Linked DNA regions of Rattus norvegicus: region 2 is linked to region 1. Evidence: chromatin contacts called from public HiChIP or PLAC-seq data. All regions are on one chromosome and are shown on one strand. Each heading gives the region's core, a stretch centred on a gene start, on an enhancer-like site or on the middle of the called end of the contact. The rest is flanking DNA. Distances are from core to core; before and after follow the strand shown. Region 1 holds the start of Eif1b (eukaryotic translation initiation factor 1B). Region 2 holds the start of Trak1 (trafficking kinesin protein 1).

Region 1 (6,919 bases), core at 2,006-4,505:
GCTAGCTGAGGCTTCCGCATCAGTATCCTCACCCAAGGGGAGAATCAGACAACAGTAAGGGAGCTCTGCTGGGACAGTTCTTAAAAGGATGGAGATAGCTGGGTATGGTGGCACACACCTTTAATCCTAAACTCAGGAGGCAGGGGTGGGTGGATCTGACCTTGGAGCCAGCCCCGTCTACAGTCTACTGATAGAAACTGCTTAAGGGCAAACTTACAATGTAGTCCTCACAGGAGGCAGAGAACAGGGCTGGCTGTGTGCAGGATACAAGACACGGGATTCAGGACACCTTCTGATCACTTCCCACTACCATCCCTGAATCGGTCACCCCAGCTTCCAGCTTCCTCAGTGAAGTGCACACGGATGCTGCAGGGCCTGACACTCACTCAAGAGTGCTAACCTGAAGCCAACACTTTCCTTCCACTCTGAGGACAGCACCACCCACACCCGCAGGGCACTGCCTCTGGCTAAGTGTAATTTTGAGACAACGGCCTCTTAGGGATGACAAATGCTCTCTACCTGTGTTCTGAAGCTGATCAACCTAGAGGTTTCAGGAAGAGGCAGCTCATGTTCCCCAGGTCTCATCAGTAAATGAAAACGCAAGTGCACTGTGGGCTGGGATCTGGGAGCATCGACATTCAAAGGACGCACAGACTTTCCTCCTTTATTGTTAAGCTGCAACATACATGGTTTAATAAAACAACAACAAAAACATTTAACAATCAAGTGAAAATAAACTAGAAATGAACGCTCAGAACAAAATCTTTTCCACTGGAAACATGTCAGGACGGACTCGGGCTTCGTCCCCACCTCACGGCGATTTCCTTGTGACTTAGGAGCCTACATACCCCATGTTTTCTGTAGCCATGCAGGCGTGAGTGGAAGTCTGAATGATTAAATAAACGCAAAGTCTGTCGTTTACTGTAAAGAATCATCTCCCGAGGCAGCCAAACTGAGTTAGACAACAAAACCATTTAAGAAACTCGCCACATGTTCGGGTTCATCTTAGAATCCGTGAACCTTCAGCTGCTCCTCCTTGACGATGCCAACCTGTAAAGTGAAAGCCACTGTGCTCAGCAGACTCCCGCCAGCAGCCACAGGGACAGCCCAGCACCGCTGACGGTCCTGAGTGCACTTGCACACCCGCACAGGAGTTCGAGGCACTGTTCCCAGGCCAAGCAGCAGGCCACTTGGCTGCAGCATGAACTGTGCGTGAGCCTCACCGTTTTCAGTCAGCGCTGACACTACTCTACTCCCTATCTCGTGTACGTTAGTCACACAGGGCCTCCAGCCACTCACCTCCAAAAGAAACTGGCAAATGTTCTTCCTTTGGTCGCCTTGAAGCTGAATGACCTCTCCGTACTCAGGGTGTTCAATCACAGTCCCATTACAGGCGAATTTCTACAACACAGGGAGTCAGATGCAGAGGTTTTACTTTTGACAGAACAAATGGAGCCATGCATGACCTGACTGCATTAAGGAGCAGTGTCCTCCAGAACTAAGCGACTCTGTAAATGAATCTGGAGGCCATGCAAAGGAAATTATATTAGGGGAACATCAACAACTGCTGGGCTCATATTTCTGGGAGCAGGGTAACCCTTACTGAGATGGAGAACAAAACAGTTTTCCCGGCCTCAGCTCTGGCATGCACCCACTCCTCACGATCACCTTTTTGAAAGCTTTCACAAGTTTCTTTTTGTCATAATCGTCCGCAATGCCCTGCACAGTGGTCAGCGTCTTCCTGCCGTTCCGCTGCTGGATTCTTATATGAATGTAGTCCTCAGTCCCTGCCGGGAGTAAGTCGTCGCCCTTAGTTGCATCAGCAAAGGGGTCTGTAGAGGGACAGAAAGGTTCCACGGCAGAAAACAAATTACAAAGTGGTATGTGGAAGCCGTCCACTCCAGTTCCAGACAGACTGCAGCCATGCCTCTAGTGTTCCTGCTCCATTTCTGCAGGTAAGGGTGGGGCTCACCGATACTAAGTTTCTCAAATGAGAAAAACCTAGGCAGGCTACATGTGCGGATACTTGAGCTTAAAAGTAGAGAACACTGTTGTTGAAGCCACCCTCTAATGAGACAGAAGACATTTACGAAACCCTAATTTCATATAGCCTTCATATAGCCGCCACGAGAACATGCGTCATCTCGACTACAAAAACATCCAAAACCACCCAACCCAATCAGTTAGCATAGTAACCGAGCCTTATAAATACACACAAACATGAACATACAATCTCAAGAGGTGTGATTTACAAATGACTGCCAGCAGAGACAACAGGACCACTTCCAAGTCAAATCAGAGGCCTCTATCTTACCTGTTTCTAATAGATGCCTCTGAGGACTGCTCAAAACCAGCTGGGTCCAGCCCCACCCCCAGCTTCTGCCAGTGGCAGGTCCTTCAGGCACCCCCCCCCCCCTTTCCTGGCCGACTGAATCCCGGATCTCCTAAGCCCTGAGCTTCCTTACTCGCCCAGCAAGGACTGAGCAAACATCCCCCGCACCCCAACACACACACTCGTGAGTCCTCGGAGAGTCACGGGTCTCGCAGTCGCCCTAAAGCTGTCAGGCTCTCCAGCTCCTGGGCCCCACCCCTCCAGTCTCCCTGCAAAGCCCTGGCTAGCCCCAAGGCGACAGAAGAATATCAGAGACTCTCAGCGTCCTGTCAGTGTCAAGTTCCCCGCAAGCCTAGTCTTTGCAGCCCTGGCAAGTGCTGTAGCCCCCTTGTAGGTCTCTGAAGGCTCCGGCCTTTCTATGTCAAGTCCTCCCAGCCTGTGGCTACTCTCCCTGCAGCCTTGGTATATCCCCCAACCCTCCTGTGAGTCCCGGAGACCCCCTGCCCTCCTGCCAGTGTCAAGTTCCCCAAGCGCCGGCCGGGCCCTCGCATCATATGGGGTTGCAGGCCCGCTTAGGGCCGTATCCGAGGCCAGGGGAGAGACGTCCCCGGGGCTAGGGTCGCGGGGAGACCCCGTCGCCATCTTCTGGGCGCCGAGACAAAGCCCAGAGGGACGCGGGCGGCGGCCGGCGGCCGGCGGCCAGCGACTGGACCTTACCGAAAGATTGGAGGTTCTGGATAGTGGACATGCGACACTAGTGTGAGGCCGGTGAGGGGATAAAATTCCTGCGGGGCCCGCCCGGATCACCGTGTCAGGAGGCTGCAGCGGCGAGAAACGGAAATCAATGAAGCGGCGGAAGCCCGGGGCGCAGGAAGACTCGGAGGCGGCGATAGGGCGCGAGCAGGAAGGCGGCGCTGCGGCTTCTCGCACAAAATGGCCGGCGCCGCGTATTTAGCTACGCGCGCCGCCGCCACGTGACCACACGTTCCGCGCGTCCGCCCCGGATCGCTGAGCTGGGGGGCGAGGAGCGGACGGGAGCCCCCCCTGCGGACAGTCGCGGTCCGTCCCGCCCGAGGCGCCGGGTGGAGGCACTTCCGGGTGCAACGGCGAGAAACGCGCCGCGGGGCCTGAACTTGGGGCTCGCGGGGCCCGTGCCTCTGCGCCTCTGTCTCTCTTCCCAGCCCCCTTGGGTTCCCGAGACCCCTGAGTTTTTTTTGCAGAACCTTTGTGGGTGCCACCTGGGAATCTGCCCTTCCAACAAGCCCCAGGATTCGGATGCTGCAGTCTCTACTAAGCTTCACCTGTTTGTCTCAGGTGTTACGACCTGGCCATTAGCAGAGTCAGGAGTGAGTGGAGTGAATGCACTACCAATCCCGCCTGAGCTCTCCTCTCCCGAACCTAAGTCGGAGGCAGGTTCTGAGCGGGATAGGTGCCTGGTACTAGGTGAGTGTGAGTGAGCAGATAAAGTAACTGTAAAGAGGAACCATGCGGGGCTGGGGATTTAGCTCAATGGTAGAGCGCTTACCTAGGAAGAGCAAGGCCCTGGGTTCGGTCCCCAGCTCCAAAAAAAAAAAAAAAAAAAAAAAAAAAAAAAAAAAAAAAGAGGAACCATGCACAACCATCAGTGGACAGTGGGGAACCGCCTTACTTATGCACGCCTATGCAGGTGATTGGCTTTCTAGACCAAAGTAGTAGACTAAAATATAGGAATTCTTAATCTTTTTGTGAGCCAAGCCTGTCAACCTCGTGTTGAAATGATTTTGGAGGCCTGATGCAAGACATTAGAAACTATAGATGGATAATATAATATGTGCCCGTTTAGCAATCCATTCAATAAGATGTATCAGTAGGTCCAATCATTACTACAATTTCCTTTTTTAAAAGGTTTTATTTTTTTTGTGGTTGAGTGTATGTACCACAGAGGCCAGAAGAGGGTGTCATATCCCCTGGAACTGGAATTACAGATAGTTATGAATCACTATGGGAACAGAACCCAGGTCTTGTGCAAGAGCAGCAACTCCTGGGAAGTCTCTTGAGTTCCATTGCTGTAATTTTAAAAAGGCAAGAAGTATCTGAAGTGTAGTGTGAATGTTTCGGAGACTTCTATTGTACAAAACGGCCACTTCTAATATGTCTATGAACGGTTGCCTGTTGCTTAAAGGGTTGTAAAAAGTACTCTTGTATGCCCCTACACCCACCAGTCAAGTTTTTTTTTTTTTTTTTTTTTTGGTTCTTTTTTTTGGAGCTGGGGATCGAACCCAGGGCCTTGTGCTTCCTAGGCAAGCGCTCTACCACTGAGCTAAATCCCCAACCCCAGACCAGTCAAGTTTTAGGAGCATTACTGACTCAGTTTTTTTCTTATACCATGGTGTGAAAAATTCTAGATTATGAATACTTGAATTCATAATCTTGAGTATCTTCTACATTCATGTGGGTTCTGGGGCTGGAATTAAAGTTGTCAGGTCTGTTCAGCAAACCTGAGCCACCTCACCAGCCCTGGAGTAATTTTAATAGTTATATACATCTTCTTTCCTGATATATTAACACTAATTTCTAAGTAACTTATAGTCTACAAAAGTAGTCACAAGAAGCACAGAATACACAAAACATACCATATAAATTGCTACTCTATTACATGGTTCATTCTCCCTTTTCTTACTAGATATATGTTACCAGTGTGTATCACATGGTTTCTCAGATGGAGCCCAGAGTGAGTGAGACAAAGAAGAAAAGTTAACACAGAAAAGCTTTGGAATTCCTCTGAGATCTGGAGCTGGAGAGATGGCACAGTCTTGCTGTTCTTTCCGAGGACTACAGCAGGCTCCAGCACCCAGGAGTAGGTAGCTCTCAACTGCCTACAACTCCAGCTCCAGGGCGTCAGATACCCTTTTATGGACTCTGTGGGAACCTGCACTCATGTATACATCAAGCACATTGTGGCACACACACACACACACACACACACACACACACACACACTGAAACCTTCAAGGTCTCACTGTCATTAAATCTGTTAGAACGTATCCCTCCATTTGGAAGTAAGGTTTGCATCAGCAGTATCTGAGAAAGCGACAAAAGCTTTAGCCAAGCAAATACAAAAGCAAGCTAAAGGCTCTTCTGACTCTGCCTTCATGGGCTTTGTGTTTAAGCCTCTGGTGTACAGTTGCAGACCTACTGCTCATGTGCAGCACAGAGCTCTTGCAGTATGGCTGGTCTAAATTGAAATGCAAGGTAAATATAAAATATGCATGGACTTCTAAAGATTTCAGTCCACCTGTTCACTTTTACTTAAAAAAAATGTAGCTGCTAGAAAATTTCACATGACATATAGCTTATATCCGATTTCTATGAGACAACGTTAGAGATTGAGAGAAACTCAATTTTTTATAAAAAGAGTAAACTGAAGTGTTTAAAATGGAGTGTGTCTGGCTTTAAGTGGTAACAGCATGGGTTAAGGTGGTCGTTTCTGGCCCTGTCAGAAAGGAGCTTAGACGGGTCACAGGGAATGGCTGACTAAGAAAAGGAGGGCAAACAAAGGGTGACAGTTGGAAGGTTGCCGAGGTTAGAGGTAGACTCCAAACCAGGGTCTTAGCATCTATGCAGCAACAACATACATGAAATCAACCAGAAAACCCACGTGTTACAGGGAGAGAACCTACCGGCTGTCCAGCAGGAATAGCTTTGCCTGGCTGTTGGCCACAGGAGATATTTCTCTTGGTTCCTCACAAAGGGGACACTATGATGTAGCTACCAATCACCCTGGCAGTCTGCCTGCATCGGAGACTGAGATAGGAGTCACTCAGTTGTGTCTTGTGTCTTATGTAGTCATGGGATATGGTGTCTGATTGGAGTCCTGGATCCTTGACCATCCAAGGCTCTGTACAGAATTTGTGACCACAACACTAGTGACTCGGATGTCTCTCTTTGGGGAATTCAGCCCACACATATCCCTGGCTATCGCACTCCGAATTTAACGTTGCAGCCTGACAAGGCCAAGCTCTGTACTGGCTATTCCTGGTCTGGAACTGAGCACACACATAGATAAGACTGCAGGCTGGTTACGGAGAAAGATAGGGGTTCCTCTTGTGGGCTCAACACTCCCCTTCAGTTTATCTCCTAACATTTGTCAGGAGCCTAAGATTCTTATCACATCCTCTTCCCTCTCTCCTTCACAGGGCCACTGTTTCTGCCTCTTCCTCCTCCTCACAGACCAGACCTGTGGCATATCTCCCGCTGTCTTAATATTTCCTTCTCAAGGTAGTTAACAGATGCACCTGGCTCCAGGTCGGTTGGAAAGAACACAAAGAAAACGCCACCTTGAAAAAAAGTATCTGACTTTTTTAAATTAAAAATTATTATTTATTTATTTATTTTTGAAGACACCGTCTAACTGTGTAACCCTGGCTGTCCTAGCTGGCCTCTCACTCAGAGATCTGCCTGCCTCTGCCTCCCAAGTGCGGGGGTCAAAACCATGCACCACCACTCCCAACTGAACAGTGCCTACTCTTTTTTTTTTTTTCCTTTTCTTTTTTTTTCCGGAGCTGGGGACCGAACCCAGGGCCTTGCGCTTCCTAGGCAAACGCTCTA
Region 2 (6,919 bases), core at 1,926-4,425, 840 kb before region 1:
GAGACAGCCTGGTGAATCACAGCTCTTGCTCCTTACCTAGGAAGTGGCAGTGACTGGCGAGGGTGGTCCTGGGATACATGAGTCACTATGTAACATGGCTTTTCCGGTGGGTCTCGGTGCAGAAGGCTTGGATGGTGGATAAAAAGCAGAACCCTAGGCAGGCCGCCCAGCCTGAAGCCTGCTGTGCAGGAATCTGTGTCTTCACCTAACCTCCCTCTGCCTCAGTTTTCCCATCTGTAGATGGGGAGGATGGGGAGCTAGACTTGCAAAGGTTGCCATGCTGCGTGAGTGATGACTGTGAGCTTCTGAGAAGGCCCTAGTGACCCTCGTTTGCCTAGAAACACCCATCACCAGGAACACTGCATCATGGTTGCCCGTGGGTCCCCAGGTGTGAAGGGATCTTGTGACTTTTGGGGCGCCAACGGAAACGCTGAGTGTCTACCTCATCTTGTCCCGAATCGCTTACTCCTGTGGCAGGGTGCACCCTGCACCTTCCCTCCTTCCCTCCCAGGCACACACACCCCTGCTGAGTAGGGAGAACCAGTTGCCAGGGCTGAAGGCCAAGCCTCTCAATGAAATGTTCCTCCATTATAACTTATTGCTTGCTTGCCTCCCAAACGGCTTGAGGTGGGTGAAGGTTTTAACAGGCAACAGGCTAACGAGAGTCAACAACTACATTAAAAGCCTGTTTCCAAGGAAAACGAACAAACAAACAAACCAAGAGGAAGATTAAAAGAAAAAAATACACCAGGCACCTGAGAACTACAGCCACAGTTACAGGCCAAGAATCTGATTTATGGGTTGGCTAAAGGGACTCAGAGAGCAAAGGTGTCTGCTGCCAAACTTGACAACCTGAGTTCAATCCCTGGGACCCACCCAGTGGAAGAGACTCCCACAAGTACCCTGACAACACAAATACAAAAATATAAAAATGTAAGTTTTTAAATTCTTCTTGATATAAAAAAAGAACCCGTGTAGCAAGCACACTGTCTGTCGCATGAAGGAGAGGGACAGAAGGAGAGGTGGCCCTGGAACAGGTGAGTTCTCTCTTTGCAAAGATCAGACTTCAGCTCCAGAAATCACCATGAGACTCACAGACATATTTCTGTCCATCCACCTACAGGACCTGACCCCTATCAGACCAGGGAGATCCGTGGAGGGAAGGAGACAGGAACTCATCCTAATGTAGGACTTTAAGAACTCCTAGGAGTTCCCCAGAGTCCAAGATGCAGCTTCTCACTGTACCCACAAGAGGCACCCCACTAACCACTGCCCGTCCCTTCCCGTTACTTTCATGGCCAAGGAAATATCATTTTATATTATAATTTTTCAAAGGGAAGTATTAGAAATAAAATTCTAGAATTGCTAATCCGTACCTTGAGCTAAATGAATGACGTGTGCGGGAAGGCCACCATGTTTTATTCGAGCAGGTCTGAGGCAGGCGAGATGCCACATTTGGCGGATTAAGTGTTAGCAAGAAGGAACAAACTCCTCATGCAGCCGCTTCCAGGTAGGGGGCGGCTGGAGTTCTGGTTGTTTTGCTTTAATGTGTTCATGTATGTGTGTTTCTGTAAGCATGCATGTATGTGTATGTTCCTGCGAGGTCCAGAAGTCAACCTGTGTCTTTTCTCAATTGCTTTCCATCCTGGTGTTTTGAGAGGGGGATCACCGGTTCATCCACAGGGGCCAGTCAGCTCAGGGATGCTCCTGCCTCTGCCTCCCCCAGTGCTGAGAAAAATAAGCACGCACCAGCACGCCTGGCTTCAACATGCAGGTCTAGGGATCGAACTCATGCCCCGGTGCTTGTGTGGCTAGCAGTTTCCCAGCTGAGCCATCTCCCAGCCCGAATGTGCTCTCTCCCTCAGGCAGGGCAGATGCCAGGAGCCTCCATTCCCCGAGAATTTCTTGCTTGTTTTCAAAGGGCTACAGCGGGTCACACACACTCATCCTCACCTCTGAGCTCTGAGCAGGACCAGGTCACTGAGAAACCCCAGAAATTAACGTATACCACATCAAGAACCTGGTCCTGAACGGCCGGGGGCTCCAAGTACTTCTATCAGTAAGACCGCAGGTTTCGGAGTCATCGGGCTTTCTAAGGCTTAAAAGTCTGCAAACCTGAATTTGTTGGTAGGGAAAGAGAAGAGGCCACTCCGGAACTCAGTAGGCTTTGGAGTATAGACAGGAAACTAGATGGGTCATCCCACGGTCAGACTTGAATCCGATCCACTCAGAGGAACTGAGAAGCCCGCATACAGCAAGCGACAAGCCAGAGCAGGCCGACGACGTAAAGCTCTCGTCAGGGGTGTGGGGACCACAATCACAGGGCCAAGCTCTGGGCAAAGGAGGCACAAGAATGTGGGGGAGGGAGGAGGGAGGGCTGAGTAGTTCTGCTCTTCACATCTGAAAAATCCCTTGCTGACCTACACCAGCCTGGGCGCTGACCGATTAAATATAGAGAGGCCGAGGCAGGGGTATTGTAAATTCAAAAGCCTGCCCGACCTACAGAGCGAGTTCAAGATCAGCCTGAGCAAGTCAGTGAGAGCAAACCACAAAATAAAAAGGTTAAGAAAATGGGAGGGTGGGCTTTGGGGTAGCTCCGTGGTAGAGCCCTTATCTAGAAAGCATGGTCCTTGGTACTGAAGAAAGGAGAGGAAGAGGAGGGTGGGAGGAGGAAGAAGGGGAAGAGGATGGAGAAGAGGAAGAAGGGAAGCAACCGGGGTCAGCGGATAGTACTGACCTGGGAACAGGGGTTTTAGAGGCAGATTCTACCAAGGCCAGCAAAAGTCAGGCCTAAACCTTACGTCCGGCTATTGCTGGCCTCCCCTGAACCCAGTAAAGGGGGTGTGAGGGTAAAGAGCTTCCAACTCCCTCCGCTCCGTCCCACCTGCCCATCATTCAACCCAGAGATTCCTCAAACGACCAGTACAAGCAAGGGTGAAGCCAGGACCCTCTGCTCCACACACCCCCCATTCTGCCACAGAGTAAACTGACAGCGGACATTCCCACGAACACACTCACCACAGGAGTTTGTCCCAGCCAGTGTGTGGTCGAGTCCCGGCAGAGGTTGGGCCCTGGAGGGCTGCCTGAGCTGAATCGCCAATGCCATGGGCAGACGCAAACTCCAGAGGGGACTGGGAGACGGAGTGGTCCTCCACGAGAGCTTGGCCACCGCTCTGAGCCTGCCTCAGCAGTTTTCCAAGCTTACTTGTCGGGACAGAGCTGAAGATACTCACGCTGCCCAGGGCGCACAGCGGGTTACGTGCACGGCGGGTTACGTAACTCCGGCAACCGGGAACCCTATCACCTCATCTTATGAAACTACCCCAAACAGAAAAAAAGGCGCACCCACAACACAACACCTCTCCAGGGTGGGGCGAGGGGGCACGGGCAGGGAGGGAAGCCTTTCTGATGGCCAGTTAGTTTTGCCTAAACTGTAGCGTAGAACAGAAAGCCACTGTTCTTCTCAGGACTCCCTGGGAAGTGAGGGTGGAGGCACATTGCCAGGCAGCGTCCCGGGGCTGTGCTTGGCAGAGCCCTCAGAATCCACAAAGAGCTCAGGGCACATTCAAGGTCTCCGGGGAACGCGTTTCCATTTTATGTCTTTGTTGCACTGACCACCTGATAGGACTTTCTTGGCAGGGAGGGACTGCAGGGGCTGAATACCCAGCTCTTCAAATACACCACGTTCCTGAATTGGCAAGGCTGTGTCTGAGACTGTCGCTGGGCATCATGGGTATGAACTGAGGCTCTCAGTGGCTCCCCAGGGGCTTGCTACAGGCATCGTAACAAAAAGCCTCGGGTTTCCACATCCCACAGGCTGGACAGCTGGATGCTTCTGACCCTCCACTGGCAATCCCTCGGTTGTCACGCTTTGAGAAAGCGAAACTGGTTGGACAGGCTGAGGTTCCCAGGATTTCACTGGCAGAGTCAGGGCTGGGAGCCCAGCTCCAATATTTGGAGTGTCCCGGTCTCCCTCGTCTCTTCCCCTCCAGAGCATGCAGTAGATGGTCCTTAACACCCTCTCATGTGCCCTGCTTGTCCTGCATCGCTGTGCAGCCAACTTCTTCATGCTCCTCTGTCGCCCCAGTCAGCTTCCTACCTGGACACTGCCTCCCTACTCAGGACTCTCCAATTCAGGGCTCAAAAGCAGACCCTACTCCCTCTCACTCAGGGCTCAGAGCCAGAAGATGATTACTCCCCACTATGCTCAAGGTCTCAAAAGGAGTCCCCACAAGGAGGCCCATGTCCCCAGAGGGGACATAGAAAGGAGATGGACCCAAGAGACCTAGGGGTCCTACTCAAGACCTTTAGAGGCCACTGTAAAAAGGAACCTCCAGAAGCTCAGTGGAGTGAAACCACTCCCCCATCCACACTCAAGGATCAGGTCTTGTAGGAGCTGGAACTGAGCTGCCCTGTAGAGACAAGAACATGGGCCTGCGGGGCCCACTGGGATTCTCCCAAGAAGGAGCTCCCAACATGTTCCTGCACTGAGAAGAAAGATGGATTGTGTCATATGTGGGTGTTTCTGACACTGTGCCCTCGAGTAATAGACAAGGACAGGGGGTCAGGGGCACAGGAGAGGGATCAGGGGCACTGAGGAGAGGGGTCAGGGGCCCTGAAGAGAGAGAGATCAGGGGCACTGAGGAGAGATCAGGGGCAGTGAGGAGAGATTAGGGGCACAGGGGAGGGGTCAGGGGCACAGGGAAGGGATCAGGGGCACAGAGAGGGGTCAGGGGCACAGGGAAGGGGTCAGGGGCACAGAGGAGGGGTCAGGGCCACAGGGGAGGGATCAGGGGCACAGAGGAGGGGTCAGGGCCACAGGGGAAGGGTCAGGAGCACAGGGGAGGGCAGCCATAGATGCTACACCAGAGGGAGCAGGAAAGAGGGGTGTACAGGCCCAGGACAGGGAGGAAACGCTGGCATACTTAGGAACCACAGCTGTTTCTGTGCCCCTCAGGAGACAGGCAGCTCCTAACACACAGGGTGTCCTGGGTGTAACTTTACAGTTAACTCAGAACAAAGAGAAGCTGCCGGGAGCCATTGTGCATAGGCAAACTGTCCTGATGTGTGTGGGCAAAGTGTCCTGCATCTGTGTGTGCAAAGTGTCCTGATGTGTGTGTGGGCAAACTATAGTATGACAGAGCGCTGACACACACACGGTGTTGGAGCCCTTTCTGTGGACATAGCGTGTGGAGCCCTTCCTCTGTCAACACTGACACTTGCATGCCACTTCCATGACGCCCATGCCAGTCTGGAGAAATACAACACAAGAGAGAACCAAACTACACTGAACAGCCATGCTGGGCCATGCATGCTGCCTAGGGCCCAGTTCTACCGTCTCCAGCCTCTGTGACAACTCCGTGACAACTCTGTGACATGCCGACCCAAGCCACAGAATGACACATCGATGAAGCAGGTTCTGAACAGAAGGTCCCTGATCTCAGACTCTGTGTAACCATGGTGACCGCATCCACCCTGAGATGGTTCACACTGTCACCCTGATGGGTTCTAGAACCATTTGTCTCCTAAGACAAACCTCTGGACACGTGTGCCGGGAAGTTTCTCAACTGTGTTCACTCAGGTGGGAAAGCCAAGCGTGAGCACGGACTGCGCTATCCCATGGGTCCTAGGCTGTGTAATTCATTCGTCTCCTTGACAACTGTGGATGCAGCGAGACCAGCAACCTCACGGTCCTGCACTAACTTTTCCCCACCATGACAAACTGCACCCTAAACTGTGAGCCAAAATTAACCCACCTTCCCCTTAAGCTGCTTGTGCCAGTTAGGTTGCCGTAGCAATGTGAAACCAAATACACTCCCAGGCCTTCTCCTGTGGCTGCATACCCTTCCCAGTCTTGATGACCGAAGCCCCGTCCCCATCCCCAGCAGGGTAAGGTGAGCATACCGGTGATGGTGCAGGCATCCCGGTGCCCTCTGTAGCTGGGAGCATCTTCTATAGCCTCACTCACATAATGCTCTTCAGGGATGCCCGGGCTGCAGGCTAGGACTGCATGGTTGCAAGCCTCAGAGAGGGGCACGGAGCTGGCCGAGGTGTCGTCGTGCAGGGCTGTGGCGTCCAGCTTGGCAGGTTTCAAGGGGAGGTGCCCACTGCCATGGGGGGACCCCGCTGCCTGAGTCAGGGGCAGTCGGGCAGATGGCCCCCGGGAGATTCAGTGTACCGGCAGGGACGGCTCACAGAGAACCTGTGGAACAACCCAGAGAGAAGGACACCATCGTGAGAGAGGTGGATGCGTCTAGACAGAATCCTTAAACGTCAAGGCAGCTGAGATTAGGCTCTCATTACATCAACACTGAGATGGTTCGCTGGCTAACCAGGCCTCAGACACCAAAATCGGTCTTGGCTGATACTAAAAAATTAACAAAGTGGCTTTCTCAGCTAGAAGGGCAATGGCCATCCCCAAAGAGAGAAGCCAGGGAGGGCATGGAGCAAGTCACGGCGGGAAGAGTGTGAGTGTACACTCTGAGGAAGATGCAAACTGACACACCGATGTGCGATGCGAGGCGATAGGGTCATCCGTACGCCAGTTACAAATGACAGGATTAAACTCCACTGAACACAACCCCCACAGAGAGCTTTAAGTGAGATATGAGTGAGCTACTTTGAGAACCTGGTAAGTTAAGACCTTGTTTACAAAACAAAAACAAAACACATCAGGCCGGTTCACAGGCTCCTGGGGAGAGCCAAGGACAGTGGGTTAAGGCCCTGGGAAGGATGACTGGGCTAAAGTGATGTCAGCCCCATCAAGGCAGCTCAGACTTCCACTGAAATCTGACTGTACTGCTACAGGAAGAGCAGCCCTACACGTGACCTGTCAGGACAGTGCTGGCCCCTGAGAAGATATCCTTTCATTCCTTTCATTCAGTAAAGGTCCTCTCCTGCACACACACACACACACACA

The links. HiChIP or PLAC-seq counts read pairs in DNA pulled down with a chosen protein or histone mark.
Region 2: a contact with region 1 is called in an H3K27ac HiChIP or PLAC-seq map of oligodendrocytes, with 10 times the contacts expected there. The contact joins the promoter of Trak1 here to the promoter of Eif1b in region 1. A contact is called at or near these places in 2 of 12 Hi-C or Micro-C datasets (frontal cortex and hepatocytes) and 1 of 1 datasets of contacts at active chromatin or transcription factors (oligodendrocytes).

Annotation. Positions count from the first base shown.
Region 1 is chr8:129,077,494-129,084,412 of GRCr8, reverse strand. Eif1b (eukaryotic translation initiation factor 1B) reads right to left here and starts at 3,255. Exons shown (of 4, transcript NM_001106867.1): 1 at 3,050-3,255; 2 at 1,669-1,832; 3 at 1,300-1,401; 4 at 641-1,050. The coding sequence starts at 3,080. The coding sequence ends at 1,006. It overlaps LOC120094297 (a long non-coding RNA gene), which reads left to right and starts at 3,636. Exons shown (of 3, transcript XR_005488563.2): 1 at 3,636-3,775; 2 at 4,995-5,168; 3 at 6,508-6,702. It overlaps Trnap-agg29 (transfer RNA proline (anticodon AGG) 29), which reads right to left and starts at 4,650; the gene lies at 4,570-4,650.
Region 2 is chr8:129,921,064-129,927,982 of GRCr8, reverse strand. It overlaps Trak1 (trafficking kinesin protein 1), which reads right to left and starts at 3,175. Exons shown (of 16, transcript NM_001134565.2): 1 at 3,019-3,175. The coding sequence starts at 3,106.